Regions from separate parts of the Gossypium hirsutum genome. Here regions 1 and 2 are each linked to region 3. The links are chromatin contacts, called in public Hi-C maps. All regions are on one chromosome and are shown on one strand. Each heading gives the region's core, a stretch centred on a gene start, on an enhancer-like site or on the middle of the called end of the contact. The rest is flanking DNA. Distances are from core to core; before and after follow the strand shown. Region 1 has its middle 3.0 kb from the start of LOC121217189. Region 2 holds the start of LOC107951922 (probable inactive ATP-dependent zinc metalloprotease FTSHI 2, chloroplastic). Region 3 holds the start of LOC107951927 (protein MODIFIED TRANSPORT TO THE VACUOLE 1).

The links. Hi-C and Micro-C count contacts between places; a contact is called where the count stands out from the background.
Region 1: a Hi-C map of leaf shows a contact between it and region 3, with 3 times the contacts expected there. The contact joins the enhancer-like site here to the promoter of LOC107951927 in region 3. A contact is called at or near these places in 13 of 34 Hi-C or Micro-C datasets (callus, hypocotyl, leaf and 1 more).
Region 2: a Hi-C map of leaf shows a contact between it and region 3, with 1.9 times the contacts expected there. The contact joins the promoter of LOC107951922 here to the promoter of LOC107951927 in region 3. A contact is called at or near these places in 5 of 34 Hi-C or Micro-C datasets (hypocotyl, leaf and petal).

Annotation. Positions count from the first base shown.
Region 1 is chrA02:85,832,999-85,837,881 of Gossypium_hirsutum_v2.1, forward strand. It overlaps the pseudogene LOC107951643. Among protein-coding and RNA genes, the nearest start is that of LOC121217189, 3.0 kb to the left of the region's middle. Within about 2 kb of position 3,178, at least 4 of the 9 cell types and tissues checked have an H3K27ac peak or open chromatin away from gene starts, as enhancers often do. A contact at or near this core is called in hypocotyl and leaf, where this site is marked.
Region 2 is chrA02:85,114,946-85,119,513 of Gossypium_hirsutum_v2.1, forward strand. It overlaps LOC107951922 (probable inactive ATP-dependent zinc metalloprotease FTSHI 2, chloroplastic), which reads left to right and starts at 2,570. Exons shown (of 12, transcript XR_001698676.2): 1 at 2,570-4,125.
Region 3 is chrA02:85,563,158-85,567,840 of Gossypium_hirsutum_v2.1, forward strand. LOC107951927 (protein MODIFIED TRANSPORT TO THE VACUOLE 1) reads right to left here and starts at 2,734. Exons shown (of 6, transcript XR_001698679.2): 1 at 2,246-2,734; 2 at 1,097-1,840; 3 at 686-841.

The sequences.
Region 1 (4,883 bases), core at 1,928-4,427, 270 kb after region 3:
AAGAGCGTGTGATTCATCAACTGGTTGATGATCTCAGAAAATTAGATACTGATGATGAAGCAGAGGTGCCAGTTAACCAGCTCAAAAGGAAGCGCTACAAGCAAGTTGCTTTGAAATCAGTTCGAGATGATGCTACTGAAGTGGAAAGGAAGCAATGCTACAAACGCGCTACCAGAAAATCGACTCAACCCAATTAGAGTAACCCAAATTCCTTCCAAGCTTTTGTTTTTATTTTTTGCATCTTTTTCATTTTATTTGTTTCATGCATTCCTATTTGGTTGTCATTACATTTTTTTATTTGTAAGTTGTTATTTTTGCATTTTGATATGTTTCATTGTTCATGCATTGAGGATAATACATCCCTTAAATTTGGGGGTGTGTTATGCTATAAATATAGAATACAGTAGATATATGTTTCAATATTCATGCATTTTTTTATTCATTTTTCCATTACAACAAATGCCAAGTAACTGCCAAACTATGACAAGTATATTGTTATCTATGATATTCGATAAGGATAATAACTCTTCGATAAAAATAGAAAATTGTGATGGGTTAATATGTATGTTTAGTTTAGGATAATTGTGTGAAAATTTATTCCTAAAAGTAGAATGCCCTATTTATAATTGTAATTAGTCTATAGTAGGTTTCTTTTAATACATTTAGGATTTTTAAACTTAAATTCAATAAACCGATAGTGTGTAATAATGAATATCATGACAAAATGATAAGAATCACTCAAATGTTTGAAAATGTTGAGTAGATCAGTAATAATTTGTTTGCTCCATCGTATTATTGACCAGAAAAACAAGTTCAAATAAGAGTGAGTAAAAATAGGAAAATAAAAAATACAGTTGAGGGACACTCCACTATAGTAATAGGCTGACTAGCTAAAGAGATAGTTGTTTGCTCCATCCATCTTTTTAGTTAAAAGCCTTAGTTTCATGAGTGAGTTACATTCAAATTGTGGCATGATGTAATACCAGGAAATCTAGTGTATGCTCCATTGAGATTGTCAAGTAAAGAAATCATGTGACAAGATGAATTCCCTAAAAGAAAAAATATTTGTAATTAAAGTTTTGAAATGATAGAATAAATGAGAATAGAGAAACTGAGTTTAGAAGAAAGATAACCTAAGTGCATTAGGAGGTATTTACTATAGTCAGGATTGCATGAATATTTAGGAATTTTTATTTTTAGGTAACATTTTCTACACGTCGCTTACTAAACAAACCTACAAAACTTGAATATTTTTTTTAAATAGAAGACTGCTAAAAATGGAGGTATAGAATGTACGTCAAATGGTTTAGCAGTATATATGGTAACTATGTGTTATGGCAAATTCATGCATTCATACATACTCATACATATTTTGCTTGAGGACAAGCAATAATTCAGGTTTGGAGGTGTGATAACTCTTGAAAAGAGTTATATTTCAATTCTCTAGATTGAATTAATTGTTTGTAATTAAGTAAATATGTTTGCATTTTTAGGGTATTTTTAGAACATCGCATGAAAAAGCTTGGTTTGTGCTATAAATGTCATTATTTGTTACTGGGAAAGAAAAGTGTTGGTTATTGTTAGCAGCAAGTGCAAGATGAAGAAGAAAAGAGAGAAAGGAGAAAGAAAATGAAGGAAGTGAAATATTGCTATAGAAAAATGTTGGTTAGATTGCCAACAAGAATGCCATGACAATTCCAGGAAAATGATGCAGCACTCAGTCCACGTCACTCTCAGCTAGTTATACTTGTACTAGATAAATCACCCTAAAAAATAGGAAACAAAATGTGTGTACTAAGAGGGAGGGATCTACCCTATAAAGGAGGAAAGAGAAAAGATACAAGGGGATGAAGATTTTGAGGGAGAGAGGAATTGGAAAGCAATTTTTCTATGCATCTAATTCTCGTGAAAAATTTCAAAGAAAAGAAAGGAGATGGTAGCAGCTTACAGAGCAAAAAACCACAAATGCAAGAAAGGGGAAGAGATATCTGCCTTGGGTTTTGCATCAAATTTCAATATTAAAGTGAAAACTGGAGTAGCGAGAGCTTCCTGCAATTCTACCTTTATTTTCTAATTTGAACTTTGTGATTCATAAACTTGAATGATAATGCTGAATGGTTTTATTTTGGATTTGAATGTCCAATCCATGAGCTAAATCTCACTGGATTGGAATTATTGGGTGAATTTTTATTATCTTTAATGCCCATGGTCTGATTTTGAGTAGATTACTGTTTCATTCGATTTGTGGTTATTTTAAATGCATGCATGCAACCTCTAGACATAAATGATTGTATGGTAAATTGTTAGATCTGATTTAATTCTGAAAAGATTAAATGAACTGAATTATTATTGGTTGATACAAACGAGTATTCGAATGAATATTCGCAACACTCTAGGCGTAGAAGTTGTGATTTGTACAGAGAAAGGAAGAATAGTCTGGATATCATTCTTGAGTTTTGTAGACATACAAAAACTCATAATGATAGCTTAAGTCTGGCTTCGAAAAAAGTAGACTATAGTAGTGAATCCCTGAACAGTAGAATGATCAAGATTTTGTCATGGCATTATTATGATATAAAAATAAAACCTGACTAATTCCAACATTTATCATTCAACAGTACAAATCCTCCCCATTTATTCTTTGAGAATTGCCACAACATTTCAATTGCCCTAGCATTATGCTCAATATATGAATCTTAATATATTAACAATTTTCTCACTATATAGATTTTAAGACGTGAGCATTTTAGTATGTTATATTCATATTATGTAATCGTATCTAATTTAATTCTATCAATTCAACATTTAGAGCTGATATTGACCATCCTATACTTTGATAGTTGAGGATGAGTAATGACTTATTTAGCAGTATTAATTCTTTCAGCCATGGGGCCAGAGAGACAATAATTCCCATATATACTGATTTTAGCTTTAGTAAAGAAACACCCTTGGTTATCACCCAGATTAATATCTCACCGCACCAGCCCCAGCCCCAGCCTGATTGGCGCTTCTAACTTGAATGGACCCTGGTTAATGGGGACTTGATGCGAAATTCTCTGGACCCCTTTTTTTTAGTGATGAAACAAATGAATTCCTCAAAACAACATGATCAAATCTATGACCCTACAAATCTTGATCAACTCCAACAAACCTTCAACCCTTAGCCCCATCTTATCTGGATGATCGTGGCCTCAAGTGTCATGTGTGGTCATTATCTTTTTTCCCACACAACCAGGTTATTGGGGTGTGTAGTGCTCACACTTTCATAGCAAGACCTTTCCTTTTCTTCCCGATGTGAAATATAGCACGACCTTTGTTTTACATTCCTTTCCTTCAAGAAGCAACTTAGCCTACCCTTCGAGGGTTTGGCGAAATAATCTCATAATGACCTTGTCACCGTCACTTGGCTCGTGAGCTGTGGGTCTTGACCCTCTCCCTTCAAAACCGACTTATTGGGGCATGCAACACCCACACTTATACAGCCCACACTGTGAGATTGAAGTACCCCGCGTACCCTTCGGATATTTGGCGTGACTGTGACAAATGCAACATGAAATCTTCAACCACTCCCCATCCCTACTTTGCCATATCAATTAGGAAAGTGTCTTCCATTATATTTCTCAGATTTTTTCTCTTTTGTTTAAACTATGTATATAAACATGAAACAGCACCAAAACAAACATCTCTATCTCTAATATTTGGATTAACAAAGGAATCAGTCGACTTGCATGTTTTCAGGGAAGGGGATTGAAGCACAACAATGATAATAACCATTCTCATCATACTTGAATCTTTGAGAAAGATGAGCCTCCCGGATGAGATACTCGCCCCATTCCTCCGATCCAAACTGCTTGAAAATGCCACATGCGTTGAAGAAATCAGACTTTACCTTCCGATTTTTCCTCCTGAACAGTTACACCCCAAATAAATAAATAAATAAATTAGGGAAGGCACAATCACGAGGTTGCACAGCACTGCTACTTATAACAATAAATAAACATTATTACGGAAATGGGGTGGCACCTTTTCCGATGCTTCGCATTCATCACAGTGGCATGCAACTGAAATTTAACAACAGATACAACATTAATATTTTTGAGACCAGAAGGAAAGGAAAATAAAATGAAACTAAAAAACCAACTAAACATTGCTTCATACAAGGCACACAAGCATATATTGACTTCTAGATATGATTCTTTTCCCTTTCTTTTTGATCTATTTCCTTCCCTCACAATAGTCTTAACTAGATTTGCAGCAAACTAAGTTTGTCGTCCAGTGTTTGACATACAAATCTAAAGGTATACATTTAAGAGAAGGTGCCTGTCTTTATGATTTAGAGGATCGTTTCTTGAGGGAGGAAAACAATCAGACCTGACCCGAGGCAAAGCAGAACCCATAGACTGACCTTGAGGGATGTGGGGGGGAGGGGTATAGATGAGTGCTATGGTCCCTGTCATGTAAGAAGAGTTTTACACTTTGCAGGTTTTTTCAAGGTCAATCCATGGTGATATGCACCTTTTACCTATGTTCATCTTTCTGGAGCTTTTCTAGAGAGAACATTGTAACACAGACCAAGGCTCAATGACATATCGCGTTACTATTCATTCATACAGTAGGCTTTACTTTACCATACATAGGTGTAATTAAATATTGTTTCCTCACATTTTACAGATATCAGTAAACAAGTATCAAGTGAATGAGGTCGAATTGAAAGAAATGAAGAGCAGAGCATGCCAAAAAGGTGAATCTAGGATTGAAGGGAAGACAAAAATCTCTTTATGCTGGTAGATTTGAGCAAACAAATAAGGCATACCTCGTTCTGAGTAAAGAAGATCAAATAAACAAATGAAGAGAACACAGTTACATTGATTAATGATCAGGTG
Region 2 (4,568 bases), core at 1,320-3,819, 450 kb before region 3:
CAATATATTGAGGAAATGTTAGAGCCTCACTTGGAGGAATCCGTTGATATGGCCCAAACTTAAAGTAAGCTCGACGGACTTAGTCCTATTGATTTGGAGGGTAATTCCAAATAGATTTTTTAAGCCCCCGGATCACGCTCCAAAGAAGAAGCATCAAACTCCTTTGTTTCGACTTTCAACACTTTATAAGGACATTTAGGAATTTGAGAATACCTAATATCTCGTTTAAGAGCTTGGGAAGATCTGATATTTGATTTTTCTCTGTTAATAACAAAAATTTAAAGAACCGATTGATTATTATTGTTTTTTAACACCCTTTTCTTGAAAAAAGATTTGATCTTTTTATTGACCATAATATAATCGTAAAACCTGAAGATTGTAATAATATTTAAATAAAAACATATTAGGAAAAAGGAAAAAAATAATAAGTCAAATAAATAAAGAACATAATTTATGCAAAAATATTTACCGAGAAGTCTTTTACATAAGGAGCCAAGAGGAAGATAATTTATATTTTTTTACTCTGTGCTCTCACTCTCAGCATAAAACTCCTTTGTTTTTTCTTTTGGAAATGTCGGTACCTTACTAGAGGAAGATAATTCCTTAGTAAGATATACAAATCAAAATACAAGAAAGTTGCTAACCTATTATGTGTAGGTATAGGCCAAATCAATTAATTTTGGAATTTGGCTTCAAAGTCCATATTGGACCTCTAAATTTAGTATTTCAAGACCCATCATACATTAATATTTTATTATTATTAAAGTTATATAATTAAAAACTGAAAAATACTTTGTTAATATAAAGTATAACCTTATGACTTAAGGGGGCGAATGTTATACAATGTGGACACCAAATCCAAAATACATGATAGTTTATATATAAAGTTAAAATATCTAAAAATTCCAAGGGGAAGACCGCCCTGATAGTAAGGTTCACTATAATTTCATAAAGAGAATTTAGATTCAAACTTTGAAATGACATTATTGGGACAAATATCATAGATACCTTAGTTTCACTATACATATAGTCGTAAACAAAAATATTAAGGTAAATTACAATAATAGACACTAACTATGCACTTAGTTCTATTTTGGTCACCCAAGTATTATTATTATTTTATTTAGTCACTCAATTTTCTGAAATTAAATATTTTAGTCACTTTCTCGTTAGTTGCTATTAGCTATGGGACAAAAAGCTGATGTTGACCTTTTTATTGCCTTAATAACAAATTTAGCCCTCTAATGATTACACATTTTATCAATTTGATCCTAAATCTAAAAAGTTCTATCAAGAAACAATTGATCCCTCTCTCACTATCGGCAAGACACCTATCAACCCTCTTATCAACCACCATACACGATGCATCACCATATTCAACTCACCTTTATCAGCATCTAGCACCATTGACACTCCTCTCTATTTACTCTTTCACTTCCTCTACTTTTTTCTCTCTTATTTTCTTTCTTTTTTTTTTCAAAACCTTTGATTGTCCAATGTTGTGCCACAACCACCAATCGTTGCTACTTCTCTAATAGTTGCACCACTATTTAGATTGTCTTCTTTATCCACTATTGTTTCGGCCTCCTTTTACTCCTTTGGTCAACAATTAACTTTTTTTCTATTGGGATCACTAAGAGTTGAACCCGAACCACTTAAACCAAACTAAGCCAAGCCAAGTCAATATGAGTTCTTTTTGTTTTTTTTTCAATTCACTTTTTTTTCCTAAATCTTTTGGTTCGTTTCTTCTTTTGCATATGGTGCTAAATTTTCCTCTCTAAAGTAAAGATCTTAATGGTTGTTGGTTTATTGGTTGTTTTTATGACTATCAAGTATTAAGGGTGTTGTGTATGCTAGGATTTTAAAGTATTTTGGGGTTGCTTTTGGGTTAGGGTTAAAAGAGAGGTGGTTGAGACTTAGCATATGGCGGGTCTCGAGTAAATGGTTGGTGGGAGTGGTGTGTAGGACTTGAGGGGAAAATGGTGATGGTGATAGCATCGTGCAAACGGGTAAGATGGTGAGTTCGTGATGTTTGTGGTTGTTTAACTAGTTTTGGGCTGAAGGAAAAATGGTTTGATGATAGAAGCTTTAGTGTTTGTTAGGTTTGAGAGTAGATGAAATTAATATGGTGAGGGTGAGTTGAAGATGGTGATGCATCAGGTATGGTGGTTGAAAAGAGGGTTAGAGAGTGTATATTGTTGAGAGTGAGAAAGAATCCAATTGTTTCTTTGTAGAAATTGTTATATTTTTTTATTTAGGATCAAATTGATAAAATGTGTAAACATTGAAAGGACTAAATTTGTTATTAGGTTAATAAAAAAAGAGCTCACATTAGCTTTCCAGCCCACAACTAACAACAACTAAAAGGAGAGTAACTAAAATATTTAATTTCAAAACGTTGAGTGACTAAATCAAAAAATTAATAGTTGGGTGACCAAAATAAAATGAAGTGCATAGTTAGGTGATTATCTTGTACTTTACCCAAAATATTAATGCGGGTTTATTATAGATGTTAACCGGCGTCGTTTAACACTAAGGTTTAATATTCTTGTTGGTCGGGGACGCAGTTTTTTATCCGGGAGAGGTTTGAAGAGAAAGAAGAAAAGAATAAAATGCTGTGTCTTAGGCTTCCTATTCGACTAAATCGAATGTTCAATAACCTTAACTACAATGTCTCAGTTTCGTTTCACTACGTAAGTCTATCTCTTTCGATCTCTTAACATAGTGAAATTCTTTTCTGTTCATTTTCACTCATAATTCTCTTCACATTTTTTTTTCTTCATTGTTTTTTCATGGCTTATCATTTCTCTTTTGGTTCTTCATTGTACCCAAAGCTTCCATCTTTAAAACCCAAACCTCAAAACCCATTTTTCTTCAGCTCTTACCCTTCAATTTCTTGTCAAATTTATAGCTCTAAGAGCAATAGTTCCGATGATGATGATAAAACCAAGAAAACCCATTTCAATTTTGTTGCTTTACCCATTACTCTTACTATAATCTCCACTTCATTTCCACAACAAAGTTCTCTTGCTGCAGTTAAAGTATCTGATAGGAAAAAAACTCAGAAAAAAACTCAAGAAGCTTTGACCCCTGAGCAGATAAAACAATGGTCGAAAAATCTTCCAGTTGTAACCAACCGGATTCCATATACTGAAATTCTCAGTTTGAAACATGAGGGAAAGCTTAAACATTTAATTAAGCCGCCTAGTGCTAGTTTGAAGCAAAGGGCAGAGCCAGTTTTAGTAGTTTTAGAAGATTCTAGGGTGTTAAGAACTGTTTTGCCTTCAATAGATAGTGATAGGAAGTTTTGGGATTCATGGGATGAGTTAAAGATTGAATCTTTGTGTGTTAATGCATATACACCTCCAATTAAGAGGCCTGAGGTGCCTTCTCCTTATTTGGGATTTTTATGGAGGGTGCCTGCATTTATGTTGTCGTGGTTTAAGCCGAAGAAGGAGTCCAAAAGGGCGCTGGAAATTAGGAGACAAAGAGAGGAGTTTAAGAGGCAAAAAAAGGAGGAGTTGGCGAGAATGAGGGAAGAGAGAGAGATGATTGAAAAGATTATGAAGGCGCAGAAGAAGGAGGATGAGAGGAGAAAGAAGCGAGAGATTAGGAAGAGGAAGTATGAGGAGTCATTGCGTGATGCTAGAAGGAATTATCAAAGTATGGCAAATATGTGGGCCAGTTTAGCTCAGGATTCAAATGTTGCAACTGCGCTTGGATTGGTGTTCTTTGTGATATTTTATAGGACAGTGGTGCTTAGTTACAGAAAGCAGAAGAAGGATTACGAGGATAGGTTGAAGATTGAGAAGGCAGAGGCAGAAGAGAGAAAAAAGATGAGGGAGTTGGAGAGGGAACTGGAAGGAATTGAGGGGGAGGATGATGAGGCTGAGCAAGGGGGAGGTGAGCAGAATCCTTATTTGAAGATGGCTATGCAATTCATGAAGTCAGGAGCACGCGTGCGGAGAGCACAAAATAAGAGACTGCCACAGTATTTGGAGAGAGTAGTGGATGTCAAGTTCTCAGACGTTGCAGGTCTTGGCAAAATCCGGCTTGAGCTTGAGGAAATAGTCAAATTTTTCACACATGGGGAGATGTACCGAAGAAGAGGAGTAAGAATACCAGGTCAAAAATTCTAAACCTGAATAAATTTATTTTAAAATTCAATATTCTGCAATGAAGTTATACTCGAAACCTACATGCAAGCAAGTTGTTATGTCTTGTTTACCTTAAGTCTTTGGCATGACAACTGACAAGTTAACAACCTGGATACAAGAGCTTATAATTGGATGAATCAGCTTTTTCCTTTTTCTTTTTTACTTTGAGATCACTACCCAAACTCTAAATTTGTAGGAATGTAACACTTAAAGTGGCTAAACGAAAATTGCAGTAAATTCATGGATCATGTGTAGTCAACTTACCTCTAAATAAAGATGATAACGCAAAGTTCAAAGAATTATAGCATTTTATCATATGGTATAATGATATGTTTATTCAGTTCTATAAGACAACTATTAAGTTGTTATTGATCTGGATTGCTGAATATCTGATGAGCCTTTCTGTTTCAT
Region 3 (4,683 bases), core at 1,484-3,983:
GTATTCAGTGTAAATAATAACTTTTTAAAGTCATAGAGCACTATAGCATAATGTGACATAATGTGACATCAATTGAGAGCCATCTTAAAATATCTCAATCTGTAGGTTCAAGGAAAAGGTAGAGATGAAACTGTCCTCAAATAATAATGGAGAGGAAACAAAAGACTAATCAATATTTCTCTGAACTGATGTTTAAGGGGAAAAAATGAAGCAGCAACCAAAATTTAATTAATACATAATAGAAGTTTCCTAGATTTTTTAATTAATATTATTTAAAAGAAGCACCAACAAACAACACATTAGATTTGCATAAATATGCCATCAATAAATGCAATACCTTAATGAACTCAAACAGGATGGAAATTCAATTGGCCTTCCTACACTTATCATGAAACCAAAATACAAATGACATTTCAAGTGAACCTCAAAAAAAAAAAAAAAATTCCATATCGCTAAAAGCAAGTTGTTAAGCATAAGTTAGTTCAATTTTCCTTTATTTCCCATGACATTAGTTTACAGAATGAGAACTTACTGTAGTTGCTACATAAATCAAAGGGGTAAAGGAGAAAGAACCTACAAGCATGCCATCAAAAACAATGCTCTGGGCTGGCATTAAAGCATAACAAAAATGATATTTTCGTCTTTCTGATTAAAAGTAAAACAGAGGGTTGACTGAGATATTTACCTTGTTAGCCTTTTCTCTGAGGGAAGCTTGGGGAGACTCAGAACATCTCAAAACAACTTCTTTGCTCTCGGTAAAGTAAGAAGCCACAACTAAGAAATGCTCATCTTCCTTTTTCCTCAAAATGGACTCAAGCACACATACAGCTTTCATGCGAACCTGGTCACCGGTAGTTCTGGTCAAGGTTAAAAGATACCTAAAAACACAAAAATTCCAATCCATTCTCTTTTTTTTTTTTTTGGGAAAGAAGTCAATATAGAATTATCACCGATACATGGGCATGTAATAAGTACGGTGTGCCTCCATGTACAGCAAAGTGATTAAGGTGAAACTGACTTGGGTAGATAGTTTAGGTTCAAGCCAAGTTCCCCACCCCACCCCTATGGTTTCCGATAGATAGGTGCAGAGAGTTACCTGCCACATTGGAGATAGAAGCTTTGTTTCAAGGGCATGACTTAAAGCCAAAGCATCAAGCTTTGCAGCCTCCACAAGGAAAGCCTGAATGGCATCTCGAGTAGGTTGGAGACGAACGCCACCAGATGTCACAATGGTTTCCAACAATCTCTCTTCACGAGTTTTACTCTCTTTATTTGAGTTGGATTCCCCATTTGTTGTTTCAGTCTGTAATACTATTGAATCCTGGCCCCAAGGTCCACTAGCAGAATTACCGGAAACCCTTTTAGTGTCAGTATGCAATGTAACAGGTTCATACCTATCAGAATGGTCAATTTCTTTAGTCAAAGACCTTTGAAGTGTAGGGCTTTTGTAGTTCCCATTATCATTCTTTCTAAGTGAATGGCCCTGAGTGAAACTACTGATTCCCTGCTTGAGGGAAGCACTTCCAATGCCAACCACCTCACTTAGAAATGATTTCTTATCATCAGATGGCATTTCAAAGTTTGAGTTCCCAAATCCTTGTATTCGTTTGTTAAGGTCGTCTGCAGGAGGAGGCTTACTAGCATTTTTCTCCTCTGCAAATATAGCAGAAATAGCCTCATGAGCTGTGTCCCGAACAGCCTTATTGAGTGCATCCCCCTTCAAAGGATTCGGTTGCCCTCTGTAATGGAATAACTCACGCACCACTGCAGAGTTCCGCTGCATTTCTCTCCTAAACTCCACACCAGACTTTCCCACAGCATATTTTATTAGCCGCAAAGCCTGTAAAAGTCCCACTACAAATTGAGTATCAACATGTTTTGATATTTCATAATAATAGAAACACATGGTAACTTAGACTCTTTACATGTAAAAACTTCTTCGCCTTCGGAGAATATTAGGCTCCTCTCCTTGTTTTGTTAATAGCCTTTTGCTTTAGTTGCATTTATATACAAACACAAGTCATGCTTTGATACAGATATTTAACTACAAAAAAACTCAGTTAAAGTTCTCCGATCGTTACTTCACTGCTTACTTCACTGCTTGATTGCATGACTAAATTGAGTTCAAAACTTTAACTTTGTAACTTTCCCAGGAAAATTTCCCCAGAGAAACGACAACTTGATTACAATTGACTAGATTTAACCAAATTGAAACAAAATTGAGAGCAAATTGAAACGGAATTACCTTTTGTTTGACGATGGGGCTTTTATGATCGAGTCGTTTCAGTATAAATTCAGAGACCTCTTTAACGATACTAACATGAGACGATCTCAAGAGCTCGCAGATCTCTTCTAGCTTATAAACGGGAGTTACTTTGTCTTCATCCGAGGTTGCTCCATCAATCATCCGCGATCTCCAGTACGACTCCACCGCTCGCCTGCTTGAATCCATTACAAAAAATTGAAGGGGAAAAAGGGGTAAAACCCTCAAATTCTTTGATTGAATCGAGAGGTTTAAGGTGGATCTATTTGGTATTGGTTGGATGAAGAAAGGGGCGTTGAAAAGAAGGGAAATCGTTGAATTTCGATGAATAGGGATTGAATTAGGGCAAAGACAGATTTTGGATTTGTGAACGAAGGCTTACACCGTGGTGCTAGGCTCACAGACCCGTCAGGTTGTTAAATTTGTCTGTCCCTTGCGCATGGTTGCCAGAACAGGTGTTAAATGTTTGGGACCGTGGTCAAGGTAACGCTGTCAATTCCGGCTGTTTTGTTGATAAATTTACAAAATTTATTATACTAAAAAGTCGCATTTAAAAATTTTTTTTTGCATTTTCCACTTAAAAATAATTAATTAATTCCCTTACCTTAAAAAAAAATCCACCTATTAAAAAATTCACCATTAAACAATCACATAAAATATTCAAAGTAAAATTAATTTTTATTTGGAAAAAAAATATAAAATCTATCATGTTAAAAGTATCATAGAGGTTCTCGTACTAAGAGTTAGATTACATTTTGCTCCATTTAAAAAAAAAGTAAATTAATCATTTTACATTAGATCAAAGAGCAAAATGACCATTTTATTAAATTTTTTACCTATTTCTAACGTTAAGTGATGAAGTGGCTAACAAAGCAACCAAACAGCAACTCATGATCTATCACGTATACCTCATGCTGATGTGCATTTTACTATATTAAAAAATAATTTTAAAAAATATAAAATTCCTAAAACTAAATAAATTTCTAAAACTTAATAGAAAGTTATTAAGAATTTAATTCTTAAAAATTCCAAGAAAATTTTTTATAATTATTTAAGAAATCACTCTAGAATGAATATGGACAAACTCTTGTCCAAATTCATTTGGGTCTAAACCACTATGTGTCCAAGTCATTCCAGTTGTTTTTAATAATTTTTAATTTTTTAAATATTTTTATAACTTATTATAATTCTTAATAATTTTTAAAATTTTTAAATTTTGGAAATTTTTATAATTATTTGGAAAACCATGTCAATAATTCATCTTCAAAGGTGTTTTTTTAAATAATTATAAAAAATTTATTTATCTTTTAAGATTTTTAAATTTTGTTTAAATATTTCCACGTCCACATGAGGTTTATGTGACACACCACGTTTGCAATTAATAGTAGAAATAGATGAAATTGTTAACAAAATGAATAGTTTGTTATTTGATCTAAGGCTAAGAGATTAGAAAAGATAGAAAATCTACAAGAGAGTCATGACAATAATGAGATCTATAAGAACGCAGTTAAAATTCTTAAGACTTACTGTTTGGAGGAGGATGAAGAGACACTACCTCCTGGTGATGGTATTCAGCAAAATTTCCAATTTGGAGGGAATGGGATTAAGGTTCCATATGGAGGATTTAGCTTTAATTGAAGGTTTGTATCTTTTTCCAAATTTATTCACTTTTTCATTGAAGTTAACTATTTAACTTTATCGATCTAGTTTACTGAAATTGCAAGTCTTCATAGCTTGGTTAAATAAATCAAGCAGTTGTTAACTGGGGTGTTATGATTGTTGTTTGGGTTGAAGTTTTTGGTTGGGGCACCTCATGTTTGAGGAAACCACCATTTCTTATCTTATTGAAACTTTCTATCTTCCATTTTCTCTCTAAAGAATCAATGAAGCCCTTATTGAAAAGTGAGAGATTGAGGGTGGAAATTGTTGGAGTATGCCAAAATACCAATCATATAATGATTGTAATAACATATATTTACTTAGTTTATTAATAAAGACATTGTCATTATTGTTTTTAGTCTTTATTTTTGTGTTAAATAAACTATATAATGATAAAGTCCTAAGAATGATCATTTATAAATGTCTTTAGTCAAATATTATTGTGGGCTTGGACAATAATAATACATTGAGACTAATATGTGATTGATTGATAGCAAGTGTTGTTATGGATATGCAATATCAAGTCAACAAATAAGTATATGTAAGAGAATAATATACTGGAATAACCCACCAGGAGAATGCTTCTTGGATTGTTATGTAGTAATCACGACACTTCTCATGGTGATAATTGTATGTATGATCCTTAAGACTTGAAATCATCATTGTTTCAACATCATGAGTTGTATGCTTTCAGACAATCAAACTCTGAGATCATCATCATTAAACCACCTAATCCTAGTTAAACTAAGAGATTTTTTTCT